2 separate regions of the Pan troglodytes genome follow, and region 2 is linked to region 1. Evidence: chromatin contacts called from public Hi-C data. All regions are on one chromosome and are shown on one strand. The core of a region is the stretch at or near the end of the contact, and the rest is flanking DNA. Distances in the headings are between cores, read along the strand shown. Region 1 has its middle 100 kb from the start of C1QTNF7. Region 2 overlaps C1QTNF7 (C1q and TNF related 7).

Evidence for each region. Hi-C and Micro-C count contacts between places; a contact is called where the count stands out from the background.
Region 2: a Hi-C map of stem cell-derived neural progenitor cells shows a contact between it and region 1, with 5 times the contacts expected there. The contact joins two enhancer-like sites. A contact is called at or near these places in 4 of 7 Hi-C or Micro-C datasets (blood, induced pluripotent stem cells and stem cell-derived neural progenitor cells) and 1 of 1 other capture datasets (stem cell-derived neural stem cells).

The regions. Positions count from the first base shown.
Region 1 is chr3:15,728,677-15,735,804 of NHGRI_mPanTro3-v2.0_pri, reverse strand. No RefSeq gene overlaps it. Among named protein-coding and RNA genes, the nearest start is that of C1QTNF7, 100 kb to the left of the region's middle. Within about 2 kb of position 5,799, at least 9 of the 24 cell types and tissues checked have an H3K27ac peak or open chromatin away from gene starts, as enhancers often do. A contact at or near this core is called in stem cell-derived neural progenitor cells, where this site is marked.
Region 2 is chr3:15,942,764-15,950,091 of NHGRI_mPanTro3-v2.0_pri, reverse strand. It overlaps C1QTNF7 (C1q and TNF related 7), which reads right to left. Exons shown (of 4, transcript XM_001159910.7): 4 at 7,309-7,328. Among named protein-coding and RNA genes, the nearest start is that of CC2D2A, 20 kb to the left of the region's middle. Within about 2 kb of position 1,266, at least 2 of the 24 cell types and tissues checked have an H3K27ac peak or open chromatin away from gene starts, as enhancers often do. A contact at or near this core is called in stem cell-derived neural progenitor cells, where this site is marked.

The DNA.
Region 1 (7,128 bases), core at 4,550-7,049:
CTTGCTGAGTCTCTAACAGATGCAATAGATGTTTAATAAGTTTTCGTTACATGTATTAAAATGGAAGAAGGATCAGATGAATTTCATAAGAGCTCCAGGGTGGAGAACTGAGATCACTGGGTAGAAATCAGTGAAACAGGCTAGTGGCATGTTTGAAGGAGAAGACATCAGAGAAACGTGAAGCCAATTGTCAAGGAAGGTGAATGGCTCTTGTATTGAGATTGCAATAGATGCTTGCTGAATGAAATAGTTTTAGCCATTACCATGCTGCATAGATCTTGTTAAAGTTTGCTTTTTAGGTGGCATCTAAAAGGGTGTGTTTGGGGATATAGTTTCCTGAAGCACGTAGAAGCGGTGTTTGGATTCAAACTCCACGAATGGCACTATCAAGGCCAGTTCTGGAGAAGGCAGAGCTGCCATTGGCTCCAAATGGCAGTTGTCCTGTTCTGACAGCCTGCCTGATCTTGGTGTCCAAGTGAGTCTTTGGGGCTCATCTACACACAATACAGGTCAGTTTTTCCTTCTCCCCTGATGAAAAACAAAAAGGCTGGACTAAGTAATTTGCACAACCTCTTTCAATTCTAAAATTCCCCAGTTCAGTGTTTCCATGATGTGAACTGGGTATGGTGTGACTTGGGAATTCTTACAAAGGAAGACAAGAGTATCAGGAGTGTATTTTGCCTTGAGTGGGTGGAGGCATCTTAGTGGCTGCTAAAGCTGACATTTGTCAGAACTCTGCTTCACCCTTTAACCGTAGACTCTTAGGTCAGTCAAGCCTACCCACACACCACGTGGCCAGTGTCCACCCACAAGCATTTCCAACTTGCAGGCGGGGATGGAGTTTCCCTCATCATTGTACTCTCCAACATGGAAACTGGCATGCTGAAGGTGCTCAATGAAATGAACATTCAGAGAATAGAGGAAATTAATGTTCATGGCAGAATTCCCTGGCTTGTCCTGGTCACTGCCTTTAAGACTATTTTGATTCTGAATTTTCCTGGCTCCTAACCCCTTTTGACTAAATGTTCTGTTCCTGGCCCCATATTTTCTGCTTGGAGCCAGTGGCAGCTCTGCCTTCTCCAGAACTGGCCTTGGTAGTGCCATTCGTGGAGTTTGAATCCAAACACCGCTTCTACGTGCTTCAGGAAACTATATCCCCAAACACACCCTTTTAGATGCCATCTAAAAAGCAAACTTTAACAAGATCTTCAAGTAATGAGCAAAATGGGTCTCCCTCTTTCCATCTCACCTAATTCCTGATCTTTGCTTGATCACTAACTTACATTTTCTTAACCCCTACGTGAAAGAACAATGGTTTTCTGAGTAATAAACTGTTTAGAATATCAACACATTCTCAGGAACAAAAAACCCATAATTAACTTGTTCTAAGAAAATGTCACAGACCCCTCCTGTGGCAGTAGTTGTTCAATACATTTAGTAGTAAAAATATGCCATGTGTCCATCAATTTCAATTTCCTTTTGTCTTTTGGGCACTGAGCTATTTTTATCACAACACTTTCATTCCAAATATGTATTTTTTTTCCCTTATATCTACCAATTCTCCAATTCTCCAGACACCAACTTGGTCCCCTACATTTCAATTCAATTTTGTTGCCAACTACCGAGAGTTAGCATACACCTCTTAGTTAGAGCTCAGTCCCATAAGACAGCTCCCACTTCAGACACTAGTCACAAGTCCTGAGCTGTCTATACTTCTAATAGGCTATACATCGGGGGTTCCCATGACCCCCTTCTCAGGTTTAATAATTTGAAGAACAGCTCACAAAACCCAGGGAAACATTTCGTTTATGTTTTCTAGATTTTTTTTTTTTTAGACGGAGTCTCGCTCTGTCGCCCAGGCTGGAGTGCAGTGGCACGATCTCTGCTCACTGCAACCTCCACCTCCTGGGTTCAAGTGATTCTCCTTCCTCACCCTCCTGAGTAGCTGGGATTACAGGTGCACACCACGATGCCCAGCTAATTTTTGTATTTTTAGTAGAGACGGGGTTTCACCATATTGGCAAGGCTGGTCTTGAACTCCTGACCTCGTGATCCGCCCGCCTTGGCCTCCCAAAGTGCTGGGATTACAAGTGTGAGCCACCGCACCTGGCCTCTGGCTTATGATAAAGGCTACAAACTCAGAAACAGCCAATGGAAGAGGTGCATGGGGCAAAGTATGGGGAGGCACACATCTGAGTGCACCACCCTCCCAGTACCTCTATGCGTTCACCAACCTCGAAGCTCTCTGAGCCCCGTCATTTAGCAGTTTTCACGGAAGTTCCATTTTATGGGCATGACTGATTCAATCATTGGCCATTGGCAATTGAATTTATTCTCCAGCCCCTTTCCCCTTCTCACGGGTCTGAGGGTGGTACTGAAAGTTCCAGCTTTCTACTTATGCCTTGGTCTTTCCTGAGGCTAAGCAGGGGCCTCCAGCCTCCAGCCACCAGCCATCTTATTAGCACACAAAAAGACACCTTATCACTCTGCACATTGCAAGGGTTTTAGGAGCTACATGCCAGGAACTGGGGACAAAGACCAAATATGTATTTCTTATTATGGCACAGGCACATAGCCAGACTGCATTTCTCAGCCTCGCTGGCAGCTAGGTGGCCATGTGAATGAGTTCTGGCCGATGGAATGTGTACACGAAAGATGTCTGTCGCCAACAGGCCTGCTCTCTAAAATTCTCCATAGCTAACCCCAGTGCCCTCTCTTCCTTTGTTTGCTGTTTGGAGGCAGAGTGTCCAGTGATGGACTCAGAGGCCCTTAAGAAGATCAGAGCTAGTGGATGAAGGATCCTGAAGCCCTAAATGATAGCAGAGTCAGCAGATGAAAGAGCCTGTGTCCTTGAATAAAACAGAGCACCCCCACCTGCCTACCTTCATTGCAATGTGGCATTAACAAGAAGTAGGCCTTTATTGTGTCAAGCCACAAAGGGGGCTGTTTGTTACAGCAGTTGGCCTCCACTGACTGATACAATACACCTGCGTGCCCCAGACTTTGAGGCTCCAAACCAGTTTCCTTGACTCTCTAGGCTGGTGCTTCTTCTGGAGAAAATCTGACCGATTTTAAAACAAATTCTGCCAAGAAGTATGTATTTAAACAGAAGCATTCCCCTTAAGTTTCTTTTCAATGGTGTGTGTGTGTGTGTGTGTTTAGGGTCGAAGTTTCTTTCAGATTGGCTTTGATGTCTAATAATCCTATCCATTGCTGTTACAAGTAAAATGACCCAAATAGAAAAATAGCTTCTTAGGGAGGGGAAAAAGGAAGCTGTCCCCATCATTTCTGGTGGCCAAGGATTACTGTGGCAGAACTATTGTCTTTTCTCTCGGCCTGTGCTGTCTTTGGCAGAGGCTCCAACTTATGACCTATCTAAATTAAAGTTTTCCCCTGGAGATGGATTTTATGAGGGGAACTTAGCAATTAGGAAAGAATGGCTAGGTTTCTGCCCTGTAGAGTGGGCCAGAAATGTCATATCCAAACCCTGAGATACAAAACACTTCCCCTGATTATCCAACAACCAAGTGCATTTTAGTAATTTGGTTCTCTTCAACCCATCAGTGGCTGCCCAGGGAATGTGAAATGAGGGAAATATCAAGTTGTTTCTTAGTTGTTTTTGGTCATTTCCCCTAACAGACATTATCAAAAATATAACAGGAGAAAAGCCAAGGCAAGAAGGACTTCATTTTGTCCTCAGTGATTTTTTGCTCTGATTGATGACTGTGTTTTCTTCTGCACTATGCGATGAGCTGGCCGATGTGGCTACAGCTGGGATAATCAGCTGCAACATGGAAAACCCAAAACCACGGCATCTGGGGAGCTTTCCAAAGGCTAATTGGAATTGTTTACCATGGGCTTTCTTCTTAAATGATTCATTACTCTACAAAACCAGTATGACTAAATTAAATTGTAAATGTGTCCATCATAAAAGGCTAGGAAATACCTCTTTTATTTGCTTCCCATTTCAGCATTACAGTGGAGTTGGAAAAGTGCTTCGCTGTTATCAGCAGCAATATTTGCTGTGAGTTTTTCATAGACCATGGGTGCCTGACCTGTCTATAGAAAAATAAATTTCATTTTACCAAAGTCTTGAGATCATCTAGAGCAGAAGTGGTTGGGAGATAGGCAGATGGGTATAAGCATGGATTTTGCCTCTTTCAGTTACTGTGACTTTGGGAAGGTTGTGGAAACCTCCCCAGGTTCTATTTCCTCTTTTGTAAACTACAGATGACAGTATCCAATCAAGGGTTACTGAGGGGTTTAAGTGGGAGAATAAATGATGAGCACCTGGCACTTAGTAGCTGTTCAGTAAATCCTGTCTTTCTCCCAGAGATTGGCAGCAAAGAGCCTGGGATCCCTGTATTATCGTCCTCCCTCATGAACTCTAGAAGACAGTGAGAGAGAGGGAGAGAGATAGAGAGACACAGAGAGTGAGTGAGCGTGTGTACAGGAGGAAGTGATCATCTAGTGGGAGAGTCACTGCAGATTAGTCAGAGACCTTAAAGATGGGAATATTTCAATCTCCTCGCTTCCAGTCAGAGGTCAAATTCAAGGTTGCAGGAAGGGAGATGACAAGTCAGAAGCCCGCTAGCCAGCAGGAGATGGAGCCAGGACTCAGACCTGCTCCTTTGCCATAGTTTAGGCCATGAAAGTTTTCTCCCGAATGATAATAGGCATTATTTATTGAGCACATACTAGGTGCCAGACATTTACCACAACCTTGTGAGAAAGGCTTTATAACTTGCATTTCATTGATGAGGACACTGAGGCTCAGAGAGGCAGTTACCTGGCAGAGTCATATAGTCACCCAGGGTATGTTGTGAAGCACCCCCTGGTATACCAGACTTCAAAGCCTTTGTTCATCACACTGTTTGACACTGCTGGAAAGAGGCTCTGAGATTTACCAGCGTGCTTCAGTTTCAGAGGTCAGAACATGTGCAGATGAACTAACGGCAGAGGATTCGTAAGCCGAGCCTTTTCTGTTCATTTGTTCCACACCACATGTAAAAGTTCAATCAGCAAAATCACCTCCGGCCAGCAAAAGAACCACTTCCTGCCCATCTTTTTAGATTGTGTTCTCCTGATGATTTTCAAGGGGGCTCAGAGCCCAGATTAATTCAACAGAATAACAGAGCAAACCAGCTTCATTCCCACAAACATCACGTCCAAATTGCTATGAGGTGACTTCAGTTCATTATCCGGTTGAGCCTGGAATGGGCAAGCTTCAGGGTGTCCCCACACCCACGGCAGACCCAGGCTCTTGGTGCCTAGATGGAAGGGTGGAAACAGAAGGTCCAGCCCATCTGTCTAATGGTTGTCCCTTGGCCAGCTAGTGGGATCTCTTCAAGAGCTTTGTGTGGCAGCTGCCTCAGCCTGGAAAGAGCTTGGCAAATTAGAAAGGAAAACAAACCCAAAGAGGAAACGCTGCTTGCAGCCCAGGCAGCTTTTGCATTATCACTTTCTCCTCTTTTGTGCTGAGTTTCAGATCTGTGACTTTCAAACAAAAGGGTTTTCTGGCCCAAACCTCCAGCTCGTTGTGAAAAAACCATGCACAAAAGTGGATTCAGCTGGCACAGCCCGTGTGACCTTGTGCCCGTGACTCCACAGCTCCTCTGTTTTCAGTGGGGAAGGAGAGCACAGTAATGAAACACAGGGTGGCTTTGCCATTTCCCAGCGATATGGCCTTGGACAAACATCTTGCCTTCTTTTGACTTCAATATCCACGTCTACAATAGAAAACAGTAACAGCACTCACTTCAAAGGCTGTCAGGGAATTAAATGAGCTCACAAGTATGGAATCCTTAGAACAATCCTGAGTTCCTGCTACATGCCCTGTGGGTTCAACGTACACTGTTATTATATTTTCTCATCAGTAAAACGAGAATAGTAATAGCACTTGCGTAGGATTGTTGTGAGGTTCAAATGACCACATGTTTCTGAAGAACTTAGTACACAGTGGGTGCTAGGAACTAAATACCAGATCTCATGCAGAGAGGCTGAGCAGAGATGCCTTTAAGAGGGTTGATTTGGAGACCTTGAATGCAGACAGCCAAGTCTGGTCTCTGCCAATTACCAAATAAGAATTAGACAGATCAGGTCATTAACTTATGCAGTTGATAGTTCCAGGAGGTGATATTTGAGGAAAATGAAAAAGTCAGGCAGGCAGCAGGGTGTGTGGTGAAAACACAGTGGGCTGGGGTCAGAAGTCCTGGCTTGGAATCCTGACGCGACCGTCTGGATGTAGGTAGCCTTGGGCAAATCTCTTCTTCACTTTGGCTTCAATTTCTTTTTCTGTAAAAGGAGAATTTGGTGATGTCCCAAATTCCTTCTAATGCTAATACCAGATAATTTAATGTTATTTTCGGGCATCACTCCCATTCACTGCTAGTGGGAATGATAAAACAATAAATTTATTCAAGTGAATAATTTAGCATAATCTAGTTCATATGAAGATATGCACGTCCACCTCCATTATGGTGTGTCTCAATAATTTTATACCTGTTCATTCAAAAAATATTTATTGAACCCTAATTATGTCCCAGGTACTGTTCTAGTAGCTAGGGATACACCAGTGAACAAAACAGATAAAAATCCCAGCTGTCAAGGAGTTTATGTTCCAACAAGGTAGACAAATCACTCACAAGAAAAAAATTTAAAAAATAAGTGCTTAAGGGAAACTGAAAAAGTAGGGAAGGTTGTGGTTTTGGATGGGGTGTGTCTGTTTCCCCACTGGATGGGAGCATGGCCTCATCCAGGGCGGTGCCTGGCACGCAGTAGTTTCTGATTAAAGGTTAGGTGAACAAATGCCCGAATGAGCAGACCCTGAATTCTGAAAAGACTGATTTGATGCACATGTGTGTAGTCTGTGTCTTTTCATCTGAAATGAATTAGCACCAGCAGTTTCCAGAGCAGAGCTGAAATGATTACATTACCATTATTTTAAATCTGAGAAGCACTAGGGAATGAGAACCACATCCTCCTCCCAAACCAGGCCAAGCAGAGGAGGCCACAGAGCGGCGTTATTTGCACATTGCTGCCCCCTGGTGCTGGTATAAAAATATGGCCACATTTGCTTACCTCTAGGGTAAAATGAATTAGGCTGGTGCAAAAGTAATTGCGGGCTTG
Region 2 (7,328 bases), core at 17-2,516, 220 kb before region 1:
CTTAGACATTTTCTCTGCAATTTTTGGAAACAAAATAATATGCAAGTAGCCTAAGAGCATACATAAAATATTTTATGTAAAATGAGTACAATGTTTATTATAAAAATTAAAAATAAAGGTCAAAAGAGTAGAGATTTAAAATTCCCCATTAATATTTTAATTTAGACTTTTTCTATGCATATGGGCAAACAGACTTTAAAAATGAAATGAGTACTGAAAGTATTCCTCAGTCATCTACTTTGTTTAGTTAATATTTTGTGAATATCTTATGGTGCCAATACATTTCCATCCTCTTTTTTTTAAAGACAGGGTTTCCCTATGTTGCCCAGACTGGCCTCAACTCCTGAGCTCAAGCAGTCCTCCCCAGCAGCTGGAACTACAGGTGCAAGCTCTTGTGCCTGGTGGGGCATCCTCATCATTTTTTATGACTCTGTTTCATTGGATGAGTGTATCACAGCTCATTTCACCCATGTTGAGGCTATTTCTCAATTTTCCATATTGCAAGCTTTGCTGCAGGGCTCTTTCTGCAATTAAACCTTTGCACACATTATTAATTATTTTCTTGGAGTAAATTCTTAGAAATAGGAGACTTGGTGATTTTTGTATCTTAGAAAACATTTAAAAAAATCCTGGCTATAGTAAAAGAGAATTTGGATGAGGGCACAGTTTCTTGCTCTTCCTGCACACCTTCCAGGATGGAGTCTCTTTAACTTGGGATTCTCACAAGGGAAGAGATATCATACCTGAAATGAGGAGCAGCTATGGGGTCATTTCTGTAAATAAAGGTCAGTTGGAAAAAGTAGATTTGGGGGGCTAAGTAGACTCTCTCACCATGACAAGACTGTACAGATATGGTTCACAAGTGGTTCTCAATTTTGACCCCCCAGGAGACATTTGGCAATGATGGGAGATATTGTTGCTTGTGATGACTCACGTGGTTGGGTGGAGATGCTACTAGCATCTAGTGGGTAGAGGCCAGGGATGCTGCTAATGTCCTATGATGCACAGGACAGCCCTTAAAAAAAGAAGGATCTGGCTCAAAGTGCAAGATTCCTACCAAATTTAGGAAACAGTGAGTCAGAGCAGAAATAAAAAGGGATCAATGAGTCTCTTGAAAACCATGGTACAGCACTGCAAATTTTATGTTTTTTTTTCTTTCAATTTTCTCTTTCAAAAGAGTCTTCAGTTACCCAATATATTTGGCATGTCTCAGGCTGATCTACAAACCACATTAGGGGACACACAAGGCCTGTGGAATGTGTGGTCCTACTTGCTCCTGGCTTCTGTTAGGATTAATCTTGACAAGAATGTGTAGTGTGTATAGAGGAATTTAGACTGCCTGGATTTTTCTAAGCATAATAGTACAACGATGATGCTAAAAGATTGCCTAGGTTCCTTTTGTGGAACTAAACCAAATGCAGAGGGTCAGCATCAATCCTTTGGGGCCAGTCTCTGTTCCTTGGGCAGAGCAAAGTAGGTTGTTATATTTGGGACTCCTTAGAGTTTGCCGAGCTGCATGTTCTGGCCGCACTGAATATTTTGATCATGAGTAAGCCAGTCATGATTGTGACAGGCTTAGCTCCCAGCTAAGGTCAGAGGAAAATGATGTTTGCTAGGATCAAAGGAAGATAATTGTGGATATTGCATTTCCTCCATAATGCAATGATCTTGCTGTGAAAACATGTCTTAAAGAAGAGGCCTTGAGAGGCAGGGGAGTGCAGGTGTGTGTGCTCATGACAGGGCATGGGCATTGGAGGTGGATGGGCAGAGCTAGAATATCCCACATTTATTAAGGCTTGTCATGGGCACATTGCTCAATTGCTCTGAGCCTCAGTATTCTTACCTCTAAAGGGGTAAGAAGAGTATTTAATTCATGATGAGCTGGAAAGCTACTAGGTTAGAATCTTGAACTCCTAAATCTCCACCAGCTGTTTGTTGCTGTTGCAAGTTTAGGAGAGGGACTTAGGAGGGACACTGTGGCAAAAACCCTCTGTTCATCAGTCCAAGGACTTCACTCCAAGATCCCATGCAATTTTTTTGTAAGTGGAGCTGGGCCACATCTGAGACTCAAGGGTTCCTTGTGCATAAATTACACAGCTCTGGAAAAATGTTCCTTCTGCTGTATGCATTCAAGGAACCAGTAAAAACAGGAAGCCAGTTTTATTGCATAAGCTGTGTGGAGTTTTAGAGAGACTAGAGAAGGAAGAGATCTGGGAGGGGAGCCCTGTGCTGGTTGATTTCCATTGCTCCTACCCTCTCTCCTGGCTCCCATCCATCTTCTATCCCTGTCTGTTCTGAGTTTTGCCCAAGAAGTTCATCTCTGTGCACTGCATCACCAAGACTATCTGGGCACCTGGAGTCATGGGCTTTGACCAGTGAGGGGTATAAATAGGAGACTGAAAGGTAGAAGAGGGTGGTCAGGGGATTCACAGTCCTGGCTTCTTCCCTACTTCTGGCAATGGCTGAGCTCTTCTGCAGGTGTAGCTCCTGTAGGCTGGTCCCTCTGCCAAGTCTCCAGTTCTTCACTGCACTTTGCAACCACCACTGCCTCTCCTCCTTTTCAGGATTTGGGATGGTGAAGCATTCTTCTGTTGCTAGTCCTTGGATACTTCAGCATCCCTGCATGGTTCTTTTCACCCCACCTGCACCTTTAATACAGTTCTTTCATTTGACCTTCCATAGTGAAATCCTTTTGAAAGTGTTCTGCTGCCTTCTGCCTGAACACTGATAGGCACATCCTGGAGAGAGAAGAACCCCTAGAGAACTTGGTATGTGTCCTTGAGAGTCTTTGAACTTCTCCATTCTGATGCTGAAGCGGCATCCCAGAACTTGGGAAGCTTCCATCCCAACGTCCATACAAATGCTACTTTTCTTTCTTTTCTTTCCTTTTCTGTGTGTGGGTGTGTTTTTTTTGTTTTTGTTTTGTTTTTGTTTGTTTGTTTGTTTGTTTTTTTTAGAGAGGAAGAAGGTGAGAGTGGTACTGAATTCTCTCTAGAGGTTAGAAGAATGCGCCACTGACAGGGGCTTTTCCTGAGGATAAAATAAAGTACCATGCTGAAAGGATCCAGTATGGTGCCATTTACTAGGCACACAGTAAATGGTAACTGCTGGTATCATGAGACACTGACTGGTGATCTCTCAAGGAAACAAGAAGGAAAACATGAGGTCAGCAATGTAGTTAACAACTGAGAGTAGCTTTTTAATCTCTCCTTTCAGGGCTGTCATTATGTGTTGGCCGAGGAATGAATTGGATTTACAGGCTCCTTTTTTTTTTTTTAAATGCTTTTATTTTCAGTTGAGGGATACATGTAAAGGTTTGTTACATAGGTAACCTCGTGTCACGGGGGTCTGTTGTACAGATTATTTCATCACCTATGTATTAAGCCCAGTACCCAATAATTATCTTTTCTGATCCTCTCCCTCCTCCCACCTCCACCCTCAAGTAGACCCCAGTGTCTGTTCTTCCCTTTTTTGTGTTCATGAGTTCTCATCATTTAGCTCCCACTTATGAGTGAGAATGTGTGGTATTTGGTTTTCTGTTCCATGTTAGTTTGCTGAGGATAATAGCTTCTGGCTCCATCCATGTTCCTGCAAAATACATGATCTTATTCTTTTTTATAACTGCATAGTATTCCACAGTGTATATGTACCATGGATTCTGTCATTGATGGGCATTTAGATTGATTCCATTTCTTTGCTGTTGTGAATAGTGCTGCAATGAACATTTGCATGCATGTGTCTTTATGGTAGAATAATTTATATTCCCCTGGGTATATACCCAGTAATGGAATTGCTGGGTTGAATGGTAGTTTTATTTTTAGCTCTTTGGGGAATTGCTGTACTGCTTTCCATAGTGGTTGAACTAATTTACACTCCCATCAACAGTGTGTAAGTGTTCTCTTTTCTCTGCAACCTCAAACTGGCTCTTTTTGATACCATAGAGACTTATCTTCAAGGATGCTCTTCCTCTTCTTTTTGTCATTATCTAAAATAGTTGCATATGTTATTGCCTATTCTAGGGTATTGATGTCAAAAATCAGAGAGTTTGAGGGGAAGGAGAAGTATTTCAGTTGGAAATAATTTATTCTTTCATTAAAAGTGGCCATTGGAGATCAGCATTATGACAGCCTGTAGGATGAGATCATCACAGATGCCAGGCTTTTACCGTATGAAATATTTAGCCAATTCTGACCAAATATTATCAAAAATTAGATTATTTCAGGGAAAAATCATTCTAGCAACACGTTTATTTTGCATCATGCAGACAAAATAAATGTGGTTTTGATTTTATATGAAAACAGCTTAGGAAATCTCTAGTTAATTTTGTCTGCCAATTAATTAATCTCTCTTTTTCTTGACCTGGAATCTTCATTTTCCTTTGGGAAATAATTTCTTCCTCCTCCTACCACCTCTGTCCATGTGATTTAGATGAGATGGATTTTTCTTTGAGCTCTAGCGCTGGGTTGTGATGTAAGCCTGGTCAATGGCAACATCACATTTCCTTGGCCAATTGTTGGTTGAGGGATAGGCTCATGATTCAAGGAGAACCATTCAGAATCAAAAGGCTGTCATTTCCAGGTATTTCATTGGAATTATTGAGAAAGATAATTTTTTTCCCCCTGCTTGGACTGCAAAGTGCAAACCTGAGTTGCTGGTGGCCATCTTTGCAATAAATAAAGGCAATACCCTTCCTGAAAGTGAAGCCAGCAATGTGGGGAGCTGCTCTGTAGGAGGGAGAGAGATAAGACCCTGGTGACATTGTTTGGGTACCCAGGTCTGGCTCTGGGATTTTTGTTATTTCAGTGAGTTTCCTTTTACTTGAACCATGTTGAATTGGAGCCTGGCAGTTATAATCTAAATAATATTGATTAATGTACAAGATGATTGTAGGATTTTCCTGTTGTGACATCTCCCCCATTTGACTCTGACCACACGTGTAGATTGTGACTGAAAAGAACTTGTCACTAATTAATTCATCATAATTTTATTGAGCACATACTATAGCAGTCATCATGTAGAGTCCTGGGATATAAAAATCAACAGGGCAAACAAACTCTCCATCAGATAGACAAATGTAAAAAATATATGAGCAATGTGCCAGCACGGTGGTTAAGAGAGTGGGCTTTGGCGCTTCACTGCCTAGGGCTACTGTGCCACTTACTATTTGCTTCACATATTTCATAACCTCTCTGCCTCTCAGTTTATCCGTCTGTAAAATGAGGTGAATAATTGTTGTGAGGACTGTCTTAATCCATTTGAGCCACTATAATAAAATACCAAAAACTGCATAGATTATGAACAACAGAAATTTATTTTACAGTTTTGGAGGCTGGAAAGTAAGATCAAGGTGCCAGCAGATTTGATGCCTGGCGAGGGCCTGCTTTCCCATTCATAGATGGCCATCTTCTCACTGTGTCTTCATGTGTTGAAAGGAGGTCTTTGGGGCCTTTTATAAAAAATAAGGGCACAAGTCCCATTTATGAGGGTAGGTCTTTCATGACTTAATTACTTCCCAAAGGCCCCACTTTCTAACACCATCCCACTGGTGATTAGGTTTCAACATATGACTTTTGAGGCTACACAAACATGCAGACCGTAGCAAGGACCAAGTGAGCTGATACATGTAAACCACTCAAAAAGTGCCCAGTAAGTGTTTGCTATTGCTACCATGACTATGCACTGGTTCCCAGATGGCAAGGAACACACACGTGGTCATCTGTAATTCTCCTTAGGCACAGGGGAAGGGAAAGATTAGAGAAAAGAAAGTAACTTTTGAGCTGAACCTGAAAAGGTGAGGCACCCTAGGGCAAAGTACCCTAGAATTGCAGTTATCTGCATATTCTTGGATAATAGTTACACGTGGGTGACTTTTGAAGATGTGACTGTAAAAGTTTGCAGAAGCTACATCCTCAAGGGCTCAATGCACCATGCTAAACGATGCTTTTATGAGTATTAGGTAGGATAACATCTTTTCCAAGTGATCAAATAATCAAAGGGCTTAAGTAAAAACAGCATTTAACAGTTTCCATAATTGAAAAGTCCAAGGGAACAGCTGGCTATAGATATGTCTAGATCGGGGTTCAAATGATGACTCCAAGACCCATTTTCTCTCTTTGTCTCTCTGCTTCATCTGTGCATGGGTCTATTCTTGCATGGTATTATGCTCTGGGGTGGTAATGTGGCTGGTGGAGGTTCACAGGCTTAAGTCCAACAGAAAAGAAGGAGATTCTCTTCTATAGATGTCCCAGCAAAGTTTCATTGACTCTCATAGAGTCACCTGAATCAATTATTTTGGTGAGTGGGATGCTATACTCTGATGAGTTAGGCTAGAGATTTACATACTGGAAGTGTCAGTTCCACTGAGAAGCTCATAGACTTAGCTATGAGCTTCCTTATGTAAAGGAAGATAGTCCTTCAGAAGGAATTTAGGTATGGATACCAGAAAACAATATGAAATACACACCTGATGGCAAAACTTATAGAAGTTCAAAACACCTTTTATAGTGGAGGGATTGGGAGGGTCATTGCTGTTTTTTAAGCTGGGAAATGGCATGCACATTTTCATTTTAAAAGGATATACTCAATCTAGTGTGGAGGATGGATTGGAGGGTTGTGGTTGGAGGCAAAGGGCCAGTTACAACGTTTTTCACTGATTAAGGGAAGTGATGATGAATGTATGAATGACACCTTTTGCACGGGGAATGGAAACGTGCAATGAATCAGATATGTGCATTTAGTGGCTGGAACCATAAGAATTTTATGCTGGGCAAAATTCAGTAGGGAAGGGAGGAAAGACATTTAGTTTGCACCTTACGGTTTTGACTTTGGTACAGGGTGAGTAGAGATGCTATTTACTGAAAGTGGAGCTACAGAGAGAGAGAGAGACAAAGAGAGAAACCTAATGATGTGGTTTGGATGTTTTTGTCCCTTCCAAATTTCATGTTGATATATGACTCCCAATGTTGGAGGTGGGCCTAGTGGGAGGAATTTTGGTCATGGGGGTGGATCCCTCATGAATGGCTTGGTGCTGTCCTCATGCTAATGAGTTCATGTGAGATCAGGTTGCTTAAAAGAGTGTGACACCTCCCCCCCACTCTCTTGATCCCTCTCTCACCATGTGATAGGATGGTGGTGCCCTCTTCATCTTCCACCATGATTGGAAGCTTCCTGAGGCTGCACCAGAAGCAGATGCTGGCACCATGCTGCTTGTATGGCCTGCAGAACTGTGAGCCAAAATAAACCTCTTTTCTTTATAAATTACCCAGCCTCAGGTATTCCTTTATAGCAATGCAAATGGACTAACCCAGCTCATATCTAAAATTTATTTA